Linked DNA regions of Mus musculus: all the other regions are linked to region 3. A link is a contact called in public promoter capture Hi-C data. All regions are on one chromosome and are shown on one strand. The core of a region is the stretch at or near the end of the contact, and the rest is flanking DNA. Distances in the headings are between cores, read along the strand shown.

Region 1 (3,490 bases), core at 475-2,974, 2.0 Mb before region 3:
CACACTGTATTTCCTTGAAAAGATTGACCTTGAGCTGTCCTTTTGTAAAATGGAGAGACAACTTAAAGGTAGTTAGTTGTCATAGTGCCTGTCATGTAACATTTGCTACATTACTGCTTCTTTTCCTTTTATAGGTGAAGGCCTATGTCGGATTACTTCTTACACATTTTTGAATCAGCTAAATACTTGGCATGCACTACACATCTTCTACAGTACTAATGTTGCAGCCGAAGAAAATCTTCAGTTTTGATTGACAGCAAAGAGACACTGTGTCAGAAATGACTTTTTCAAAAGGAATTGGCTCTAGATACGTTTTAGTGAAGACTTAGAAGTTAGAGAGGAGAAAGTTATATAAGATACAATACAGTGATTTTTAAAGCTGAGGTATTTTGAGGAACAAGGTTTTAAGTTAAGTGTGCTGGTCTTCACGTCAGCACTAGGAATGCTCAAACAGGAGAACAGCAGGTTCTAGGTTAGTCTGAGCTACAAAGTTAGTCTGTCCTTCATAGCACCCACAGAAGGAAGTGAAAAGAAAGTACCATTTCTATTTAAAAGCACTTCTGGTAAGCAGAGATAAATGCCAAAGGGTAGTTTTTATTTTTCCAGTACATATATGGTTAGCTCTAGTATATAGGATAATCTCAGAAGATCACCTTTGGTGTTACTTGCATTTGATATTAGTGGTAAATAGGCATGGATAAACCATTCATAAGCATCATTGCATTCCTACACGTTATAGAAGCCAGAGACTAGGATAGACATACAGGTATTTGCTGAGTACTGTCCAAATGAGACAAGCATATCTTGTAAATTAAGAAAGGGTTAGATCAAACTTCATGCTAGTAAAAGAAGCCTGTCACAGAGGACCAAACAGTGTATTATACTTTTTATAGCAAACGTCTTTAACAGATAAACCCTATAGTGATGGAGAGGAAATAAATGGGTGGTTGTAAGGAGCTGGGGAAAGATGCCATGTGGAATAAATGCTAATGGTATAAACCTTATTTTAGGTTGGATGTAAATGTTTTGAGAATAGAAAGTGATGATGGCTACACAACTTTTGGGCATAGTAAAAGCCACTGAATTGAACCCACTAACAGAATGAGAATTCTATGGGTTGTTTATTCTATCTTAATAAAATTGTTACAAAAACCAAAACTAGAAGCCACCAAGACGAAAGGCAAGGGGGTTGGGGTGATGCCACTTCTAACCAGAGAAAGCATGTAGCAAGCTCGCCTTCGGGGCCCCGGCAGCTCCAGATGGGGGCAAGATCTTAGGAGTGCAAGTTTCTGGTAGCACCAGGGCTCCCCCATTCTCTGAGGGATTTGGATACACTGTACTCTTTCTGAACTTAGTTTCTTCGCGCGTTCTAAGACTCTCTTTTGCTCGGACCAGCAGGGGCCAAAGCTCCAAACTTGCAACACTGCACCTACCTGGTCCTTCAGAGCTACAGTAAAAAACATTACCTGTAGGGACCAATGGCCGCCGGGGCTTTTGTGGTGCTGATCACCTTTCTGATTATGGACGACATGCTAATCCTTCCCTCTTGAAGACCCTCCAGAAGAAGAAACGATGGTAAGTAACTACACCCACTCTTGTCCACTGACCAGACAGCCCTAGGCAAAAGAGTTTTAGTTCAGGGACAGCCCCGTGCGAATTCGCACGGCCCGATGGGAATTGTAGTTTACAAGCGACTCCGGGACACGTGGAGGAAGAAGCCGTGCTGCGCACGCGCCCTCAGCCCGCTCGCTCACCCTCTGTGGTGGGAGCTTCTAGGGATCTCAGAACCTTGTCATTCTTACCGGCGAAGCCCTCGGAACTTTTGGCAGGTTGGTGGTGAGGCACTAATGCTTAGCCGGGGCCGCCAGCTCGCGGGGGCCTCGCGTGGGGGCTTGCCCACAGTGGCGGCTTCGGCTTGCGGCGCTTTTCACTTGGGGAGGTCCATGCTGCCCGGGCGGGCCCTCTTGCAGTCCAGAGCCTCAGGCTCCTGTGCTCGTTTTTATGCTTATCGTTGCCCTGCCAGGCGGAATCCCCTCTGGGAATGCGCTTGTATCCCTTTCTGGGTACCGTAAAGGACAGGGATGGGTCATTCCGGGGAACCAAGCAGAGGTGTGGGTTGTCTGCCTTTCGCCATCCCGTGCTTCCTTTCTATGCATGATCGCCTCAAGATTTGAGCAGACCGGGGTCTGCTTTCCGGAGGCGAGTCATCTTCTCCTAGCTCACGACTTCAGCTTTCTCACTAACGAACCTGGGTAGATAAGAAGATGTACTAATTAGTAACTGATAATATATCATAAGGAAGTATATTTAAAACAATTCTTTAGTGTAGCTGGTATAATTTTGCCTTTTGAGAAAGATAAAAACTAATTTTTACTCTCTAAATAGATGTGTGTATGTTTATTTTTTCATAAATACGAGTTTTGGTAGAGTATTTGATACTGCAAGACATAAAGCATCTAAAGTGGTTTTGTTTGTTTGTTTGTTTGTTTTGTTTTTGTTTGTTTGTTTTTTGAGAGGGTTTCTCTGGATAGCCCTGGCTGTCCTGGAAATCACTTTGTAGACCAGGCTGGCCTCGAACTCAGAAATCTACCTGCCTCTGCCTCCCGAGTGCTGGGATTAAAAGCGTGGGCCCCCACGCCCGGCTTTTTTTTTTTTTTTTTAGAGCTGATTTGTTGTTTGATTTTTATAATAGTCAGTGATGAGATGCTATTTTGCCTAAATATGTAGTACAGTCGGAACTATAATTAGGGCCAGTTGTTGGAAAAGTCTATCTCAATCCCAAATCCAAATTAATGATTTAAAAAATATAAAATTTAACCCAGCAACTCAATTTCAAACTAGTTTTTTAAATCAAACAATGCAGCCCAGCACAATCCAAAGACGTGCGGCATGAGAACAATTTAAAGAGAAATTTAGGCCTGTTTTTATATCATTGTTTCCTTTTTTTTCTTTTTCTTTATTTAATGTACGAGTGCTCTGCTGCATATATATCTGCCTGCCTGAAGAGGATATCAGATCCCCCTATAGATGTTTTGTGAGCCACCACGTGGTTGCTGGGAATTGAACTCATGACCTCTGGAAGAGCAGCCAGTGCTCTTAGCCTCTGAGCCATCTCACCAGCCTGTATAACATTGTTTCTTAAGAGCATAAACCTGTATGTACAGTAAGAACACTGGGTTCATAACTTGCCTGGGATCTTGGCTGAGCTGTTTCAGGCAGTATTTGTTGGTGTTGTATGGTGTGTAAGCATGGGATGTCACTGCTGAACTGTGGCTGTAGTGACGTCTAGGTAGAGCACTGCCAGAAACACTTTGGATTCATTACACATTTGACTTCTGAATTGTTCTTGCTAGATTTTTCATCACCTCACATTCAGCTACATGACCCTATATGGGGTTGTGATCCCCAACTGGAGAAGCTCTGAGGCTACCTACAGTTCTCATGCTGTGTCAGAAGGAGCGTAGTTGCGGGCTAAATGTTTCTTACCTTG
Region 2 (3,537 bases), core at 10-2,509, 2.2 Mb after region 3:
TGGGTACTACAGCTTGCATGTGGAGATGGGAGGCTATCTTGCAGAATACACTTTGTGGTTCTGGGGATACAATTCAGGCCATCAGTCTTGGTGGTTAGTGCCCCATTACCTGTTGAACCTTCTCTCTCTAATCCTATTTATCATTTTTAAAAGATTAATTTTATTTGTATTTATGTGTATGAGTGTTTTGTCTTCCTGGGAGTGCATATGATTACAGGTTCTGCAGGAGGCCAGATGAAGCCAATCGGATCTCCTGGAGGTAGCTGGAGTCACAAGGCACTCCAGGTGGGTGCCAGTAAGGAATTCAGATCCTCTGTGAGAGCAGTATGTGTTCTTAACCTCAGAGCCATCTCTCTAAGCCTCGAAAAAAAAAAAAAAAACATTCTGTGTTGGTTCCTATCATTCAAGATGCTGCTGCCCATATTCGAGGTGAATGTCCTACATTAAACCTGGCTGGAAACTCCCTCCAAGAGGTTTGTCTCCTAGCAATTCTAAAGCCAGTCAGGTTGACAATGGAAATCTATTATTCCGCTTGCTAGTAAGAACAGCCAGGAGTGCCCACACATTGTGCAAACAGAACCATAACCTCTGGAGCTTCACTTTGCTAAGCTGTAAATCTAAAAACGATTAAAATAGACAAGTCCCCAATCCTCTATGCAACCTAAAATGCTGAGATATGCACCACCTAACTTCTCAACCAATGAGATGTGCACGGTTTGTGAGAGTAGGTTGATATCTATTTTTCTGGAACCCAAGGCTGATGGTTTTTCCCTGTCCATAAACCTTTCTTGACTTCCTGTATCCATTTTGGTACCCCTAAACCAGACAGTTTGGAGTTCCTGGCAAGGGGGTCACTCCACTAGCTAATTCTAAAAAACTAATTAACAATGTTTGGTGCTGAGTAACTAAACCTGAACACTTTATCACTTTATGGAACGAAGTGATACCAGATTGGATGAAAAATATGAAACTACTGAAGTGGATTATTAGAAAAAATTTCCCCGAAACCTGGACTGTCAAAACTTGCAGTGCAGAAGTCAGTGCAGGAGCTTGGGGGAGTCTGAATGGCTGAAACCTGTGGGTAATTTTAGGGTGGGCGGGAATTTTCTGGTGGCTGGCCAACCACCGCAGGTGCATCTGGAGGAGCGGCAAGCTCCGCCCACCCGGAAGCCCGCTCTGCGCGCTCTCTCAGCCCCGCCTTCTCCGGAGGCCTGGCCGCATCGTGATTGCGCGCAGTGGTGCGCGCGCGTAGGCGGAGCGGCGTGCGCCGCGGTCAGCTGACTGCTCCGGCTGGCACGTGACTTGCTCTGGGCGCAGGGGTCGAGGAAGCCGAAAGGCCGGAGCTTAGGTCCGGGAGGGATGGAGCGCTGAGCGGTTAACGTCTACCAGGCTTCCTGCCTCCGCACCTGTCGCCGCCGCCGCCTCCTGAGACACCTCGGGTCAGTGAGCGATAGCCCTGCGGGGAGCTGACGCTGCAGTGGCCGCCGGGGAAGGATGGGGGCGGCGCGGGGGCCTAGACTGTGGCGTCGGACCTGCAACCGGCCTGGGTGCGGGCTCTCCGCATCTCAGGGCCTAGGGTTGGTGTCTTTGGAAGAAGAAGGAGGGGGAAGGGGCCCAGACGGGGAACTCAGTGGCAGAAGGGAGAAGTGTTGTACATTCGGGTCCTTCTTGGGTGGGAATCCCAGCGAGTCCTGGTCACTTGTGAGAAGGTGGACAGTGACAGAATGCCTCAGGTGAGGCTCAGGGTTCACCGGCGTGTGTGTGCAGTCTCCACTGGGTGTTTACGCCTGTATGTGAATAGAAGGGATTACAGTTTTCAGGGCGGAAGGGGTGCCCACTGCAGGCAGGGGGCGGTCACAGAGGACACGGGGGTCATTGTAGGCAGTGGATGAAACAGGAATACAGGCAGCTTAAAAACATTTCACTAGATTGGGGTTGGGGGAGGTTAAACAACATCCCCGAAAAGGAACTGGTGGACAGAGTCTCTTATAAGGCAGATTGAATCACCTATGAGGCATAAGAGGGAAGCTTGTGTTCTTTTCAGAGGAAAAATGTTATCAGGGGGAAAATTGTCTACTCTGTACTTAGTGGTGCCCCGGGAATGAAATGGTCGGGTGTGAATAGCCCAGCCCTAAAAGTTCACATTGATGGTGGGAAGATAAGTCACAGGGGAAAGATGAGGTTGTATAGAACTGGTAAAAACAGAAGGAGGAGAAAAGTATCCTGGAGGAAAGAAAACTTGAGTTTGGGTCTTGGCAAGTCGGTGGGATTGGAGGCAACAGAGGAGAACTTTTTACTCAGTGAAAGCCTCGTTATTTGAGGGCCTGATGAGAGAAGAAGACATGATTTAGGGGTGCCAAAGGCCAGGCTTTTGTAGTAGGCTGCATTGTGGAAAAGTGGGAAATAGTTTTGAAGTCTGGTGATACTTGTTCATATACTGCATGCTCTATGGCTGATACTATGGGAGTGCTAAGGTTTAGGAAGCAGACAGGGACTCTGCTGTCAGAGCTTCCAGACAGATTCAGAGGAGATAGGTTTTAATAGTCGTGCATTTGGCGTGTGATAGAGCACTAACCTTTAGTCCTAGCACTTAGGAGGCAGAGCCAACCAAAGCTAAATAAATAGTGAGACCACTTGTCTCTCTCTCTCTCTCCCTCTCTCTCTCTCTCTCTCTCTCTATATATATATGTATACACACACACACACATATATATATACATCTACATATATACATATATATACACACATATACATAAATGTGTGTGTGTGTGTGTGTGTGTAAAATCTACTCCGAAGGAGTAATGGAGCAGTACAGAGATGTTTCCCAGGAATATGACTTTTGTGGAAGATTCAAAGAAGGCTTTGTTGAGGATATGACTGAGAAGAGGTTGGTGTGAAAAGGGGGTGAGCAGGCAGGAGTGAAAAGGACATTCCAGGTTGAGGGAACAGAGTTTGTCAAGGCCTTGAAGTGAGAGGAGGAACGTGCCTTTCCAGAACTTGCAGAGAACCTGGAATGAGAAAGGTGTGGTGGTGGGATGTGGACAGACTGGCCTGTGTGTGGGGAGAGCTGGAGTCAGACTGCTCAGGGAATCCAGTGAAGATCATAGGTGCTGGAGACAGACTGTGTGTGGCCCTGCAAGTCCTCCACAGTTTGAGCCGCCCTGGCAGGTAGAGTGAGTTGCAGGCCAGCCAGAGCTGCTCTGTGAGAGTGCTTTGGGTTTCTGTGTGCTGTCGAGCTGGAGGAGATAAAGAGCCCTAAGGTGAGCTAAAGTGCTCACGGTGATAATCGCAGTTAAGTCTGGCAACAAGTGAGTCTCGTTGTGCTGAAGTCGGAGCCTCGGCTTTTCTGCTCAAAACTACAGGATCCTTTTGTCTTTTGGTTACTTTGCAGGTACCAGATCGGATCTCAAGAAATAGTGCTCTGCATCCTGAATGCTGAGAGCTAGGGGCTACTCTTAGTCTGCATTTAAACAGGGCAGGATTTACACACACAACACACACACACACATCTTTTTAATTTTTTTTTAATTTTAACTT
Region 3 (3,135 bases), core at 513-3,012:
CAGCTCTGGACAACACAACTCTTAAATCCTAATGAATTAAATCCTAGTGTATGAAATCCTAACACATTAAATCCTAATACAGCTAAGCAAATTGGGACTCGGTGGTGGTTAGCTTTGGTTGTCAGAAGGAGAAAGCCCCGGGAAGGGAGTGTCAGAGGAAGTGTCTAGGTTAGGTTGGCCTATGGACACGCCTACGGGGGATTTGTGACCTGCAAAGCTGCAATCCGACTAGCTGCCTCAAGTCCCTGTCACCATCACTTCTCCATGGTGACAGACTGGAGTCCTCTGTCTTTGTCTCCGCAATAGTAAAGGAACTTAGTTAGACTCTAACGCCCCAGTCTCTGGGACTGGGAAATCACATCCCCAGTCTCACAGTGCAAACCCTTGATCCTGCAGTCACTAGCTCAGTTTGCTTACAGGTTGTGCTGTGTATCCTTCGTTCCTCACCACGTAGCAGTTCTCTCCCACGTCTCTCTGGTATCCTGTGAGACACTAGCTTCTTGTAGGAGTCGGGGAATCTTTCTGCTTGGCAGAATGCTATGTGTGCAAGGTACACTCACTAGAACTGCTGTGAAAATACAACTAACCAACACACAGCTAATGTGGATAGACAATCACAGACGCACTCCTCCATCAAATCAACCTATGCTGAAACAGTAAGAATCCAGGACATTTAACTTTATTATCACTACAAGGCTTAAAGAACAAATGCATTTCTCATTAAACTCCCTTGAAACTAAAAGGACAGTGGCACAGGCTCTTGCATACTCCATAAGCATAAGTCTAAGAGAAACCAGTTCAGGCTACGAATTCTATCAATAAACAAAAATCTTAAGGAACACTACTACCTTTGCAAGGTAAAGGGATGCTGGCGTGAAGTCTTGGGCGTCTCCGGTCCCACTTAGTCTGCCAACTGTCTGGGCTTGGACAGGTTGACTTAAGACTCTGTGCCTCAGCTTCTTTATCTGCAAATCAGAGATGGTACTTGTCAGGGTTGTTGCAAAGATTTTAAAAAGGACCATTAGGCACAATATCTGACATGAAGATAGCCAGCTGTTACTGTAACATGAAAAATCACCACACCACTGATGGCACCTTGGGAAGCGCCTAAGTACTAATGCCACGTTCTGAAGAGTGGGCAGTGTTATTTACTCTTCAATAACACACACTTATTACATTCCGCAGCCAATTCTAGAGTCTGTGGAACGCTGTTAAAATAAATGTCTTCTCCCTAAGACGGTTGTTGGGAAATCCGGAGAGGAAGCAACTGCGTTTTAACGACGCGTGTCAAGTGTGAAAGTTCATGATCACCTGAGGCCTAAGCGCAAAGTGTGCAAATCTTTTCTCTCCGCGGATACCCTGGGCAGTGTGACAGTCCGGACAGATCACACGCACCTCCACAGCGCCCACGCACGCCCGGGCTTCGGTCTCCTCGTGAACCGCTAAGGTGTTGACAATTCCTAGCTATGCTTTGAATCCCTGCCTGGGAAGGACGCCGCCATCGGGCTGGGGCGTGGGCTGCCTGAGACCCGCGAATACCCGCGGGCATCATCCGCGCAAGCTCCCAGGCCTGACCCGGGCCCTCCTGCCAGCATCGCCCGCGCGGAAGCCGCTCGGACCCGCGCCGGGCTCCACGGCCCTCAGAGGAGCTGTCACCGGCTCCCGCCCAGCTGCTGCCCACGGCCCCGGCCCTGGTACCTGCGCCCGCGGCAGCAGTGATGGCAGCAGCTCCTCCTCTCCAGCGGCGACAGGCGGGGCGCGGACGACCACAGAGGTGGAGCTCGCGAGGGCAGAGCGGCCTCGCACCCCGCGGCGGCGCGCCCCCTGCAGGCGGGAGGCTCTCATGGCGGTTCGGCCTCTAGCCAGCATCGCGCACATTCACCCCTTTTAAAAAACATACATCCCATTCCCTCAACTAAGTAGAAATTTAAAAGGCAGAAACAAATATATTAAGTGCCACGCGCATTAATTTATTAGTTTAGGGCTGCAGGGGAGGTGTTTAAAATCTGAATCCACAAGTTAGCAAATAATGGCTGACAAGTCTACTCTAAGCTATAATCCTGCCGAGTTATTATTCAGAGTGAATGCTTACACCCACTTATAAGGGTTCCTTGACTTATCATGACATGTGAAAATGATGATACACCCATATATGGAACATTCTTTCACAGAGCTTCTCTCTCTCTCTCTATCTCTCTCTCTCTCTCTCAACTCCAGTCATATAGCCAAGGTGACTTCTTTTAAACACTGTTCTACAAATTCTAGTATCATCCAACCCACCAGATGACCCTGTAGGGTGTTGTCTGTTCAAGAATTACATCTAAGTCGTCCTCCCGCCCCCAGCCCCCGGCAATGTCAAATAGATGTATAGGAGTATTGCCTGGCTTAAGGAAACCTCATATTCCTTTCATTTAAGGATTATAAGAAGGCTGGAGAGATAGCTCAGTTGGTAAAGGACCTGCATTGCAAGCATAAGGTCCTGAAGTCACCCCAGAACCCACATAAAAAGCCAAGCATGCTGGCATGTGGTAATCCAAGTTCTGGCTAGTAGGAGATAGCTGGGTCTCAGTGGTCCCCCTGACCAGTCTGCCAGCCTGGGCTATTCATGGGCTTTAATGAGAGTCCTCTCAAAAAAAAATCAAGATGATTGGCTCTTAAGGTATGTCACCTGAGGCTGACCTCTGGTCTCCATGTGCAAGTGCATGTTAAGTGTTTGCACACTCATGTTTGTGAATGCATGGGCCTGTGCACATATACACACACAGGCCACACACCAGGGCAGGGTGAGCTCAGCCATCCCCAGGGCTGCCAATCATCTTTAGCTATTTAACATTTACTTGTGCAGTGACTGACTATAAATATTCTGTAAATTGGGGATACATTAATCAATTTGTCAGTGGCTAAGTCCATAATATCTTCATATATGCCCATGCACTGTGCCAAATCATTGGGTAATTTAAATGATAATTCTATTCTTACAATTTATTCTTCCCCGGTTGGTGTATCAAACAACTTGAGAGTTTATTGATTGTATTCTAATTTATCTTTTCTTCTTCACGAATTATGGCTTCTGATCAATGGGGAAAATGTAAGGACTGTGAAGGCAGCTTTTTTTCTTCCTCTGAGGAGATTAAG

Evidence for each region. Promoter capture Hi-C pulls out the DNA fragments that hold promoters and counts their contacts.
Region 1: a promoter capture Hi-C map of embryonic stem cells shows a contact between it and region 3, with 7 times the contacts expected there. The contact joins the promoter of Pop1 here to the promoter of Ankrd46 in region 3. A contact is called at or near these places in 8 of 39 promoter capture datasets (the 3T3-L1 cell line, cranial neural crest, embryonic stem cells and 4 more), 1 of 115 datasets of contacts at active chromatin or transcription factors (astrocytes) and 2 of 9 other capture datasets (adipose tissue and liver).
Region 2: a contact with region 3 is called in a promoter capture Hi-C map of erythroid cells, with 6 times the contacts expected there. The contact joins the promoter of Atp6v1c1 here to the promoter of Ankrd46 in region 3. A contact is called at or near these places in 3 of 39 promoter capture datasets (erythroid cells, liver and pre-B cells).

The regions. Positions count from the first base shown.
Region 1 is chr15:34,493,587-34,497,076 of GRCm38.p6, forward strand. It overlaps Pop1 (processing of precursor 1, ribonuclease P/MRP family, (S. cerevisiae)), which reads left to right and starts at 1,725. Exons shown (of 16, transcript NM_026340.3): 1 at 1,725-1,829. Rida (reactive intermediate imine deaminase A homolog) reads right to left here and starts at 1,660. Exons shown (of 6, transcript NM_008287.3): 1 at 1,467-1,660. The coding sequence starts at 1,531.
Region 2 is chr15:38,660,645-38,664,181 of GRCm38.p6, forward strand. Atp6v1c1 (ATPase, H+ transporting, lysosomal V1 subunit C1) reads left to right here and starts at 1,260. Exons shown (of 13, transcript NM_025494.3): 1 at 1,260-1,439.
Region 3 is chr15:36,495,029-36,498,163 of GRCm38.p6, forward strand. Ankrd46 (ankyrin repeat domain 46) reads right to left here and starts at 1,763. Exons shown (of 5, transcript NM_175134.4): 1 at 1,699-1,763; 2 at 849-965.